Linked DNA regions of Mus musculus: region 1 is linked to region 2. A link is a contact called in public HiChIP or PLAC-seq data. All regions are on one chromosome and are shown on one strand. Each heading gives the region's core, a stretch centred on a gene start, on an enhancer-like site or on the middle of the called end of the contact. The rest is flanking DNA. Distances are from core to core; before and after follow the strand shown. Region 1 holds the start of B930059L03Rik (RIKEN cDNA B930059L03 gene). Region 2 holds the start of Ankrd9 (ankyrin repeat domain 9).

The links. HiChIP or PLAC-seq counts read pairs in DNA pulled down with a chosen protein or histone mark.
Region 1: an HNF4G HiChIP or PLAC-seq map of pancreatic cancer cells shows a contact between it and region 2. The contact joins the promoter of B930059L03Rik here to the promoter of Ankrd9 in region 2. A contact is called at or near these places in 2 of 39 promoter capture datasets (3T3-L1-derived adipocytes and cranial neural crest), 11 of 484 Hi-C or Micro-C datasets (CD8 T cells, the G1E-ER4 cell line, cardiomyocytes and 3 more), 5 of 115 datasets of contacts at active chromatin or transcription factors (bone marrow-derived macrophages, double positive thymocytes, extraembryonic endoderm stem cells and 2 more) and 1 of 9 other capture datasets (liver).

The regions. Positions count from the first base shown.
Region 1 is chr12:110,586,269-110,593,180 of GRCm38.p6, forward strand. B930059L03Rik (RIKEN cDNA B930059L03 gene) reads left to right here and starts at 5,106. Exons shown (of 1, transcript NR_033340.1): 1 at 5,106-6,411.
Region 2 is chr12:110,974,464-110,980,797 of GRCm38.p6, forward strand. Ankrd9 (ankyrin repeat domain 9) reads right to left here and starts at 4,577. Exons shown (of 3, transcript NM_175207.5): 1 at 4,377-4,577; 2 at 3,485-3,664; 3 at 1,957-3,085. The coding sequence starts at 3,036. The coding sequence ends at 2,056.

The DNA of each region.
Region 1 (6,912 bases), core at 3,856-6,355, 390 kb before region 2:
ACCAGGCAACAAACAGTACATGTTCTTCCTGACTTCAGCGCCATCAGATCCCAGGCGACTCCATGGTGAATACATGTGCTAGAGAACTGTAAGACAAAGGCCTACTGTATAAGCCCATCACCACAGCCCCGCTGCTAGAGGAACACACTGGCCAACTGCAGTGAGCCTGTTCTCACGAGCAACCTTATCTGCAACCCAGAGCTGTGGAAGTCTGGCTTAAAAGACTCATAGGTTCTGGAAGTCCCCATGCACCCTTAGGCATAAGATACTCCTAGAACGCCTTAGCAAGCTGAGGCAATCGAATATTATCTGTATTAGGGTTTAGGGCAGCAGCTGAAGAGCCATGGTACAATCAACAGGCAGATGCCCAGGCTGAGGAAATGGGCTTGGCTTGGGTGTCAGCTGCCTTCTGCTCACCTCTGGCCTTCAGCACGGGCAGGAGTGTGCGGAGGCTCACCTGGAGGACTGTACCCCTGGGAAGCTCATTTGTGTCTTCACGGTTAGTTACATATAGTCTGGTCTTAGTATCCATCCCTTCCAGGAGCAGAGCTGACACTAAACCGCCGCCATCCCACCACCACCACCCAGACCATATTATCAGCATGGTATACCCATCATGGCCCTGGTCCCCAAAAGAACAAAAAGCATTCTTAATTAGGCAGGATAACCATGGCATAGCTGCTACCTTTGAGAGCTGGAGACAAAAGCCAGTCCCCTTTGGGGAAAAGTTAACCTGTCTCCCAGCAGCTCACAAGAGGAACAGAGTGCAGGGAGGTCTGTGAACTTGGTCCACGAGTGACAGAGTAGTGCACCACCGGTCTCATTGGCCGTATGCACACTGTCTTGACCTGAAGCTCTTCTCACTATACAGCCCCAGGCAAAGAATCCAGAGCCTGTGGTCAGCTTTGCAGCCCATCTGAGAATGTGGAAACCTCTAGAAATGAGACTGAATGGCTACTGAGGAGGGCTGAAGGGCACAGCCCCAGACAGCGCTGTCCTAGCCCAGAAGGAAACAGGCACCTGAATGGGCAGAAGTGCTTGTGAACAGGGCTGATGACCTGACTTCAGTCCCTACCTACATCCTACACTGTGGCTGGAGAGAAACCAACTCATGCAAATTGCCCTGTGACCCCAACATGCATGTGAAACACAGACCACACACACATACACACACCTATGCTCATACAGACAAAATCATTAACCTTTACAAATTTTAAATTACCCATTCCAGGGCTGGAGTGGTGGCTTACTGAGTATTGGCTGTTCTTCCAGAAGACCTGGGTTTGATTCCCAGCACCCACATGGTGGCTCACAGCTATCAATAACTGCAGTTGTGATGCTCTCTTCCGACCTCCACAGCCACCAAAACACACACACACACACACACACACGAAGGGAAGGAGCAGGCAAAATACCCATACACATAAAAGTCGAATGTTAAAATGATGCAGTTCATGGTGTTTTACTATGGACTGCGACAGACTGGTTGGGGGGGGGGGTTGAGGAACTGTTCCACATGAAGAATGGACTCTCACCTCAGGGAACTGAACACTAACATTAAAGAAACTGGCACAGTGGGTGAAACTGACCCCAAGGGCTATGAACAGAGCTGAGCTGGTTCCCATTGAGAAGGTGGAGGGAGTGGCTGAGTTAGGATGTAGGAGCAGCTGATTTGTGGGCTCTGTGGAATTATACTGGGGAAAAGGCAACTGTTCGTGCATCTGTTTTAGAAGTTAAGGTGAAGCCGGGCGTGGTGGCGCACGCCTTTAATCCCAACACTCGGGAGGCAGAGGCCAGCCTGGTCTACAGAGTTCCAGGACAGCCAGGGCTATACAGAGAAACCCTGTCTCGAAAAAACAAACAAAAAAAAACCACCAACAACAAAAAAGTTAAGGTGACAAACTCCACACGCAGACATAGGGCCAAGAGCGTGTGGCCATGTAGCAGGGTAACCCAGGTGCTGCTGCAGTGGCACAGAGGTCAGCAGCAAGTGCCTGAAAACCAAGAGTGAGGACCCAGGCAACACGGGAATGTGCGAAGCAGTGTGGAGGGGAACAAGGAAAGGGGATTTCACATCTTACTAGAGATGCCTGTGTGTTTAGCAGGAAATGGTCTATGTGGTAGAGATGCCTGTGTGTCTAGCAGGAAACGGTCTATGTAGAGTTTGCTAATGTTACCAGAGAAGTCAGTGTCAAAACCTGGGCCCTAAGCAGCCTTAAAAAGCTAGGCTTGCCCGCTCATTTTCAGTAGGATAGATAGTTAAAGAGACTTGTTGGGAAAAGCAGACGAGATTAAATTCAATGTGGTCACATTAGGAAGCAAACAAATGAGCTCTGCTGACTCCCGAACCGTCAAGTCTACCTTTGGAGTACTAACTGGAAGGCGAGATTTAGAGAGAAGACAAGAGGTATGTATAAACTAAGCAATCCTGGTTAACTCTAGTCCCACACATCATTGGCAAAACTCCAGTGTGGTCTGTAAGGTGGTCTCAAGTTGAAACTGTGTAAAGTCTCTTCCTAAGAGACAAGTTCCTCCTCTGGCTAGCACCTACTTATCATTAACTGTCAGCTTGGTACATCTCAGAGTCACTTGAGAAACGAGCGTACATTGGGCAACTGTCATTATTGGTTGTTCTGTAAATCCGTCTGTGAAGAGTTGGCCTGATTGGGAACTGAAGGTTAAAGGGACCACCGCATGGCCAGGTGGCTCTGGGTTAAAAGTGAGTTAGTTCGAGGCTGGCCTTGTCCTCAGAACAAGTTCTAGGACCTGTCCTCACCTCCCCCCGGAAAAAAAAAAAAAAAGCCTAAATAAAAACTTTAAAGCAAGTTAGTGACCCACCAAGCAGGTATCTTCTATGGCTTTCTCGCTAGGCTTCTGCTCTGATTTCCCTTCATGAAGGGATACAAGACTTAAACTCAGAACATCAGTACAATTCTTACAAGGGTTGGCCTTGAGCGGGGACATGGGGAGCTGGTCCACTGAAATAGAAGGGAAGCTTTTTAAAAATATATGATTTATTATTATTTCTGAGTATACCATAGCTGTCTTCAGACACACCAGAAGAATGCATCAGATCCCATTACAGATGGTTGTGAGACACCACGTGGTTGCTGGGAATTAAACTCAGGACCTCTGGAAAAGCAGTCACTGTTCTTAACCACTGAGCCATCTCTCCAGCCTGCAGAAGGGAGTTTGTTTGTTTTGCTGTTGTCTTTAAAGATGGTGGGAGATTTGAGCTTTCTGAGCAACTTAGTTAAAAGATGAGGTCATGAATTACAAATGAAAGCAATGGCATTCTCTCCCAGTTTCAGGAGTATGGAAGATCCCAGCCCTCCCAACAACAGTATACCACCCCCCTAAGGAAAGAGGTTTTTCTTTAAATGGTGAGTGACAAGGGCCTCATCTTCCATGGGATGCCACCTGCCACAGGTGACAGCCTGGAGTCTACAGAAAGTAGCTGCATTTCTGTTTCCTGTGACAGGCTCTCTCTACACCATGAGAAGGCATCAAACGGGATACACTGCATTAAACTACACTGCTCTGCAGAACTATGGCTGCAGGAAGCACCACTGGCTTAGGCGATGGTACTCCACCGCTTCCCAGCTGGCTGGCTGCACGTAGCTGGAGGGCAAGGAGCTGGCTGAAAGTAGACACCCATAACAGAAATTCTACCTCCACCTACATGCCAAAAGAGACATAGGCATGCCGTGTAGGTGTGAGGAATATTCCCGAGGAGGATGCAAAGCCAGCAGAGGCAGGTAAGCAGGGGCTCCCACTGGCAGTGTCGCCATCCTATGCAGATCTCAGGGCCACAAGTCAATGCTTCTGGAAGGACAGGAAAGTAACCCCAGTAGCAGGTGAGGAAGGGTGGGTCACTTCAGTTTACTGTTGGTGGCTTGCAGATTTGTAGGACCCTTAAAAATGCAACTGAAAGTTTTAAAAGGTAAGTGTTGAAAACATTTTGAGACAGTCTTACCAAAAATCCTACTACCCAGCCCCCTGAATGCTGGCATTAGAAACACGTTCCACCCTGCAGGGTGTCATGTATTTTGACTCTGCAATTCTGCTTCAAAAATTTAGCCATCAGCAAAATTCACCTAGTCTGAGCAGTAAGGCCAGCTACTCCCGGCCGCACTGTTTTCCATGCTGAAAAACAGAAACCAGGAATTATCCTCACCTGCCTGAAGTGTTGCTAGATGCAAATGTGAGCAGAGAAGTGAGAAAACCCCAGCACACGCTCTCACTCCTTAAGATTTTATTTTTTTAAATGTGTTTGTTTCTGTATGTGGATTTGTACATATGAGTGCAAGTGCCCACGGAAGCAAGAGGGTGTTCGGTCCCCTGGGGCTAGGGTTATAAATAGTCTGTCCCTAACGTGGGACTCTAAACTCGGATTGTCCGGAAGAACTGTACATGGACCTAACTGCTGAGCGGTCTCCATAAAATATGGCCAAATTGAAACTAGAAAGGTTCTGGCACTCATTCCAAATTCGAATTCATCCTCACCCCAGGACTAACTTTTCCTGCCGGCCCAACACCTTCTTCTCAAACATTCCACACTGCAGCCAAGAGGGAGCTTGCAAAAACATCCCTCCAACCAGTCACCCCAGGATAGCCCGTGAGCCCTCTACAAGCAATGTCCCTATTACCCTACTTATCGCTGTACCTTCAGTCTGGCACCGTGTGGGACACTCAAAACTGCGTCTGATGGACGCAATGTACAGATAAATGTGGGATCAGCGAGAACAGCAAGATCCAAGTGGAGAGGCAATCAAATGTGGGTACGTGTGTGTAAGGTGGACGTGCTGACATACGCCTTCCATGCCAGCACTGGAAAGGTGGAGGCAGGAGCATCAGAGTTGGGACTCAGCACGGCTACCCGGCATCCAAACCAAAGAGCAAGCGGATGGCAGCAGGTACCCCGTAGGAATGAGACAAAGCGCATGCAGAAAACGGAGAAGAGTTCAAAGTCAACAGGATATCAGCTCAGCACAGCTGCACCAGAACACGGCAGCAGGACAAGGGCGGCCCCGGGAAGGTCTCTGCCATCTCGGCAGGGCGGAGATCTCCGCAAGGCGCAGCCTCCACGGCGCACGTGACTGGATGAGTCACCGCGCCAGGAAGCCGCACGAAACCTCGGTTCGGCAGCTCGAACGCAGGCTGACTTAGGACAAGGCAGCGACGTCTAGAGGAAGCCGCAGAGGGGGCCGCGTCCCTTGGCGGGAGGGGAGTGAGGGCCGCGGACGGCCCGGACCCAAGCTTAGACGCTTGGCCCACGGCACACAGGACAGGGAGACCGACTACCTTCACCTAAACGCTGGCGCAGGGAAATGACGCAGCGCATCGACCAATCGGGAAGTGTCTGACTCTGAATCTCGCGATATTCACGGGAGGAAAATGAGCCAATCGCAATGCCCCTTCTTCCAGGCCGCGGTGATTGGCTTGAGGACTCACATGATCGTTCGAGGCCACACGTGACCGCTCCCCTGGCGACACGTGATCGACCTGCCACTCTGCAGAAGTGGCTTCTGGACAGCGGCAAACAGGCGTCCGTGGAACTGAACGGCAGGTCCTGGGTTACAGCCCCGTCACTTTCCACTTGATAGGCGGGGTTGGTGACCAGGGTCCCATGTGACCCCCGTCATGGAACCCCGAGACGCGACCGTAGCGTGGATAGGACAGGGCCAACCTGTCCCCTGTAGCAGCTCTGAGAACTGAAGTAGGTGGGAGGCTGGGGATGCCGAGAGATTAACGAAAGAAACCAGTAAGCAGGGTCAGGAAACTCGTCCCACCTAAGTGGCGTGTACCGGACACGTGGTAACGTAAAGAGGTAGAGGTGCTTGCTATGTAAATAACTATGGAGGACCAGAACTCACATAGATGAGGACTTTGAGCACCCCGTCTTTCCCACTACCACTCACTGGGTGCCTCTTTCTTTCCTTCTTTCTCTAATTTACTCATAAGACAGGGTCTCGCCTTGGCTAGCCTTATTGTCTGTCTGTCTGTCTGTCTATAAAACAGAGTCTCTTCTTGGCTGACCTGGAACTCACTGTGTAGACCCTAAACTCAAGAGATGTCCCTGCCTCTGCCCTAAGAATAAAGGCGTGCACTTCCTGGCTTGACTTCTGTCTCCCTCTCTCCTTTCTTTGTAGTAAACTGCCTGTCTCCGACTCTGTCCCTGAGTCTTACTGTTCTAGGGCTCAAAAATCTGGAAATTTGTGCTGATTCCCTCCAGGGTCATAGCCATGCCTGTTCCAAGGAAGCCCTAGCGATGTCTGTTTCCCACTGCTTCCTGCCCAAGATACTGGTAACCCTGGAAGGTAGCCCTGGTGTGGGGGTGCTGTCAGAAGCATGGACACAATTCTCTCTCTCCATGATGTTAGAATTTCCTGAATAATAAATTGGCAGTCTGCATCCCTTGTATTGATGTAATTTGTTGAGTAGTTTTGTTCTCACTCTCTTAATAAATAATAACTCTTGGGTCACACATTACACCTCACAATGCAATGTAAATTACAGAATGGCTATTCAAGGTTAGAGTTCACAGAGGCCTTCCTGGAGGCAGAGGCAGATAGCTGCTACAACATTTGCTGGTTTGGTTTGCTTGGTTTTGTTCATTTGATTTTCCAAGATAGGGTTTCTGTGTAGCTTTGGCTGTCCTGGAATTCATTCTAGACCAGGCTAGCCTCAAATCCACAGAGACCTACCTGCCTCTGCCTCCCAAGTGTTGGGGTTAAGGGACTATACCACCACCATCTGGCACAAATACAGTATTTAGGGATTAAGGAGTCCAAGTGGATAGCTGTTGGGGGCATGGAGCTCAGAACCTGAGAGATCAGGGATCTAGGCCGCAGGTGTAGTGTTCAGGTGTAAGACAGGTATAGCTTCAAGTAGATAGGTGGATTGTCAGCC
Region 2 (6,334 bases), core at 3,327-5,826:
TGGGGCTGGAGGGCTGAAAGGACAGATAAGCCACACACTGAGGGCCACCCACCTTCCTCTCAGAAACAGCCACCCCAACGATAAGTGAGGCCTTGATTATCAGCCTGTACCACCTTTCCAGGCCCTCTTGCTTCCTGAAGCGCAGGCCGCCCCGGGCATCCCATGACAATAAACAGCTATGGCAGAAATCAGGCCTTCCTCTGAAGGACTGATTGAGAATCCACTTGGCAAGGATTATTCTTTACCCTTCTGGGCCTGCCTCCTTTCGCCTCCTTGTAGTGAGGCCCCACTCAAATTTGTGCCTTTCTGCCTTTGCACAGGGGCCTGGGGACCACTCAGCAGTGAAACAATCCTCTTCCATGGTGAACTATCATGACACTTATGTGATTATCGCCATAAGCCAATCCGCCCCTCTTGGGCTTGATGTTCCCCTGTATCTCTCTCAGGCTGGGTCCTTCCTCTATGGTGCCATTTCCTCCCACAAGGTCTCCCTGATGACCACAAGGCCGACATAGCACACTGATGTTCCTCCAGGCCAAGCAGCACTGGGGAAGTTGTTGGGAGAGCAGCGGCCAGAGAAGTGCCTAGCTCTGCACCAGCAGACCCTAAAGGGCACTTATCTAGGGAGATGTGAAGGAGAGATTCCCAACAGGAGCCCCGCTTTTGAGGCTCCCCAGGAGCTATAGCAAGCCATTGTCATGTCCTGCGAATAAGGAATGCCACCACCAATGGCATCTGGACTTGGGACCTCCCAGAAGTCCAGGGGGACTGATCATGAATGGGCCAAACTTGAGGCAGAGGAAGACACTAACACCCATCACCCGCAACTGCCAGGACTCAGAGAAGCTACTCAGCAGAAGGGAAACAGCCTCCAGTCAAGACGAAGGATCCGTACCAGCAAGTACCCTTTCTTTTTCAGGCCTAGGAAATGGCCTAAAATCCCTTGACAATAACACGGGTCCAGGACAGGTGGCAAAGTCTAGGGCCCTCTGTTCTCTGGGCTTCCCCTCCTGTGGCCCAGCACCCTGGACATTCCCACCCCCGGGCATGCTGTACTCAGGAGCAGAGCAACAGGTGCCCCCGACCAGGCTGGCCACTTTAGCAGACAGCTAGCCTCTGCTCCTGGCAGCACATCATGGCCTGCAAGCCTATGCCACAAAGGTTGAATTTCACAGCCCAGCAAAATCCCAGGATAGGGACGGGCCCTCCCCCAGTCTCAAAGTTCCCTGGTATGAACCCAGCTTTGCAGCCAGGGCCCCTTTATCCTGAAGGATGAGGGTGCATTCATTAACAAGCCTCCCGGCTTCTGAAGTGTCCAGCAGAAAGCAGCATTCCAAGGATGGGTGAGAAGCCTATCCAGGGTGATAACACAGGCCCACAAGCACCACCTAACATCCACTGTGAGTGATGTTAGTGAGTAAGGCCATCCCTGGGGCTGGGCAGGGGGACCTGGAAGGCACACCTGGTTCTCATGAGACATGATGCAGGGGACCCAAAGCCTGTGGGGAAGCAGGTGGGGAAACCCAAGGCTAGCACCTGCCAAGTCCTGACTGAGGGTAAAAGGGCCAACTCCAGGCTGGGGTGGAGAAGCAATGATTCAGTGTGAGATGAGAACACAGACACACAGTCTGGCTCCCATTCAACACCTGCTAGAGCTGCCTGCTCAGCTCTGCTGGACACACATCAGTCCAACCCATGGGCCATTTATGAGGCTGACAGCACAGGAGGGGGCCACTCAAAACCACACAAGCTTGTCCCCTTGGCCTCAGCACATTCTGTCCTCTTGCTTGGTCATTAGAGTCCCCACCCTCTGTTCCTGTTCCTCTCCTGCTTGGCTCAGCTGTCACCTTCCCCGGGACTCTAGGTCCTCACCCTTATCCTTGGCTGAGCAGCGAGTTCGCACACTTGAGCAACTTGGCAGCCCTACCCCAAATACATGCAACAGACCAGGCAGATCCCTCTGTACAGTCAACGATCCATATATGTAAAGTGCCAAGTACAATGCTCTCAAAAAAATACTTCTGTCCCCATATACTGTGTCAGGGTCCCCTGAGTCTAGCCCTTGCCCGTGAGGTCCAAGGGCTGCAAAAACGATGGCAGAGGCAGTTCATCTAAGGCCTCCGGGAAGCGGCCAGGTGAGATAGTGGTGACCAACACCTGCATGGCACGGACAAAGAGGGAGGGTGGCGCCAGCCCTGCCAGCCACTGGAACTTGTCCTCACCCAACAACCGCTGCCAGCGTAGCTGGTCTCCTAGCAGTTCACATCGAGCTGGACCTACGACGCCCCCCGGGGTGTACAGTACTAGCAGGTCAAGCAGCAGCAGGCGGCGCTGACACACCTCCTCAGACGAAGTGGTGTTGGCGGTGGCAGCATTGACCGTGGCAGAAGCTGCCTCAGCCTTAGTGGGGGCTGAGCTGGCGTCCTGGTTCAGCTGGCGCAACAGCAGCTCCAATGGTGTAAAGCCACTGCCATCTCGAAGGCCTGGAGAAGCTCCGTGGCCAAGCAGCAGAAAGAGGCACTCGGGGCGTGCGAGCTCACAGGCCACATGCAGCGACGTGCCACCGCCCTCCACGCGGCTGCAGCCACGGCGGTCGAGGAGGCGCACGCGCTCTTCCACTGGGAAGTCCTGCACCGTTCGCAGGATGCGCCGCAGGATGCCCACGCGGTTGTAGCGCACCGCCAGCGCCACGTGAGGCCCAGGCGCGGTGCAGCAGCGGAAGCCCGCGCTAGGTGGGGCGAGTGCACACCGCGGGAAGGTAGCTAGCAGGTAGTGTGCATAGGCTTGGTGGTCGTGCACAAGCGCATAGAGCAGAGCCTCCGAAGGCGAATAGGCCGCAGCGCGCCCCCGCTCATCACAGTGGAAGGCTTCGCTGGCACGTATGTCCTCGAGTAGCCAAACTGGCAGCTGATCTCGCACTGCCAGGTAGAAGGCGAAGGATGACTTCCGGCACTGCTTCTGCACCCGCAAGCGAGCTGCGCCGGGACCCTCGGGCCCTCCGTTGGCGCTGCGTCCAGGCCTGGTGTCCCACGGCATGCTGGCCTCCGGGAGTCTCAAAGCATGGGTCACACCACCCCAGACCAACCTGTGAGACGAAGTAGGGTCGAATGAATCGGGTCTGCCAGTCACTGCCCCCAGCTCTATTCTCTCCTGGACCCAGAACCATTCTTGAATTTCTGCACCTGCACTTCCTCTCTTGCCTGTGCTAGAGAAGGCTGGATCTGCTGGAGCCTTCCGTGTGCCAACCCTCTGCAGCCCTGGAACCTTCAAAAAGCGCTCCTTTCACACCTGAGCCAGGTCCTTCCAACTGCAAATAAAGAGGAACCCATGGGACATCGCAGAAGACTCAGGCTCACAGCACAAGTTGAGCCCAAATCACCCTCACACCCCCAAATCCAGCCCCAACTCTACTTCTACCCTGACCCCAAGAGACTACTCAAACTTCTTTCCAGGAGGGTCGTGGAGATTATTCACTTAGACCTACCTGGTTCCTGCAGGCGGCCCTGGGTTCTGTAGATGCAGGTATTCACTCTAACACACCAAACCTCATCAACAAGAAAGTGGTGGCCCAGGGCTGGCAGTGCGCCCGCCCGCAGCCAGAGTTGGAAAGTGGCTCTGGCTCTTTTATCCACAAACAATTTTCCTGCCCATCAGGAAGGAGCTCCTGGGAGGAGGGAAAAGGTGAAGTCAGTGGGGGGATTGGAGCATACACCACCTGCAGTCCTCTCGAGGTCCATCCACATGAGGCCGATACTGCCATCTCACTTTTCAACGGGGGACAAGCTAGTCCAAGGTCAGTCACCAAGTCAGGCTGAGCCAGGACAAGAGCCTAGGTCTCCTGCGTTCTGTTTGAGGGCCGTTCCATACACTGCAGACCCCAGTTTAAAAACCCTACCTCCACCTTGGGTCCCAAGCCTCAAACCTGAGCCCTGGCCATTCACCCTTGGTCTCCCTGCCCAAGAGCCCTACTGCCTCCAGCAAGGGTAAGCTCTAGGTTACAAGGGACCTGGGACAGCCAGAGGGCCTCGTCCACAGTGTCATGACCATTAACTGGGTTACAGAGGTGAGCACTATAGAGTGGGCTGCGGCAGACGCCCCTCTGAGGGGATTGGCATGACTGCAGCTCCTCCCGGAACCTGGGCCCCCTGCGCCCCAGATGCACTGTGTGGGCACGCGTGGGGTGCCGGGCGGGTTACGTAAAGTTCGGCCGCCCCACGTCACTGGGCAGAGTCACGGCCGCGGCTCTGTGACTGGAGCTTGGGCCGCCGGCCAGATCCTCCCTGACCCCTCCCGGGGCGCGCCCGAGTGTCTGCGGGCCGGTGGCCAGGATCAGGGGCTGCACCTGCGCACCGGGGCGCTCGGGGCAGGCGACTCACCAAGCCGCGCGACCCTGTCCCTGCGGCGGGCCGGAGCGCGCGCCGTCCATGCACGGGCGAGCAGACAGAGATCCCACGACGCCGGGAGCGGAGGCAGCGCCCGCTGCACTCTGAGCCGCCGCGACACCGTCTCCCGATGCCGGTGCTGGTGCCGCCGAGGGGAGGGCGGCGGGCGGCGCAGTGCGGCCGGGGCCGGGCAGGACCGCGGGACGGGCCGCCGCCGCCATTGGCTCACGCCGCCGGCCCCCGCCGCTACCCATTGGTCGTCGCGCTGCACCATTGTTGCGTCACGGGCCAGGGGGCGGGACTCTCAGAGGGACCCGCGGAAAACTTCGGAGAAACTTGAGGGCCCCGAGGTGGCGGGGTGGGGAGGGGTGGTGAGAGATGCCGGGCACCGGGCAGAGCTTGGAGGGCGGGACGTGATGGAGGCGGGGCGAGTCCCGGCAGGCTCCTGGAGCTGGATCTGTGCGGTCCTAGACTGCACACAAGAATAGGCTCCCTGGCTTGCGCTTGCGGCTGCTGCAAGAGTCCTGCTCTGGGCTTCCCTTGCTCTGACCCTCACTGACCTTGGGGAAACATCCAGCTGTTACCCCATCTGCGTGTGGGAAGGCCTAGAATAGGACTGAGCCCTTAAACTATTGAACCTTGCTCTGCCCTGCCAACGCCCTGGCATGGCTAGCCTCGGCTCCAATCTCAAAAGAAAGGCATGGATGCATGCGTGTATAAGAGCTGTTTATAGTGCCTATTGTGTCGTCTTCTGGGCTAAACGCTTTCTTTCACTTTGACTTTACCACTAACACAGGAGAAAAGGGGGGGGGGCAGAATTATGATGCCTGCTATGAGGTAGATAGTTATTTAAGTCCAGTGTGAGTTGGCACATATCTTTAATCCCCGCACTCAGAAGGCAGAGGCAGGTGGATCTCTGAACTGAAGGCCAACCTGGTCTAGAAAGCAAGTTCCAAGACAGCCAGGACTACAGAGAAACCCTATCTCAAAACACACACACACAGAGAGATAGAGAGAGAGAGTCGGTTGTCCAAAGAAAGGTACACTTTGGGGCTGTTTTTCACTCAGGCAGAACTGGGAGCATGTTCTAGCCTTCCCATGGCTGACCCTAGAGCCTGAGGGAGCCCCTGACTTCATCAGGGGTGTGGGAGTGCCAAGTCCATTCCAAATGCACAGATGAAAGCTGCCACGCCTGGACCTTGGGACTCTCACCCCACCTTACCAGAGGCAAGGATCCCCCTGATGAAATAGTTCCAAACTCCATTCACAGGCACGGCCAGTTTCTTTTCCACAATGCCCTTAGAGGCTCAGTTAGGGCCAAGGGTTCCTGCAGCCTCCATCCAAGCCCTTCCTCCTGCCTCTGTCCAGCAGACAGCTAGCACCTTCAAAGCAACCTCCCCTCCCCTACCTCAGAGCAAATGTGTATACAGCCTTCAACCCTCTTGGCTCCTCTGTGCCAGCAGGGGCTAAGGGACTTTAAGCTGGAGTCTCTCTCACCTGGCTCCTTTGAGTAGACTTAAGCAGGCATACGTGTACACACACGCACATACACACGTGCACACATGGAGACTTCCTGTTATTCTTCACCTGTATTAGTCAGGGTTCTCTAGAATCACAGAATTTATGCAATGTCTCTATATATTAAGGGAATTTATTATAATGACTTAGTCTGTAGTCCAACTAACCCAACAATGGGCAGCTGTGAATGGGAAGTCCAAGAATCTACGCGGTGTTCAACCTCACTGGGCTAGTTGTTTCAGCTAGTTGAAGGGGAAACTTAAGTGGTCTTTGGAAAGTCATTGTGTCAGATGGTGTTTTGCTGGGGCAAACACGTGAAGGAGTGTTTTCCTGAAATGGGCACAGATGAAAGACTAAGGCAGACTGGTGAAGGAACGTTTCACTGAAGTAGACACAGGAGAGAGGATATTCTGCTAAATCAGGCCCATGAAAGG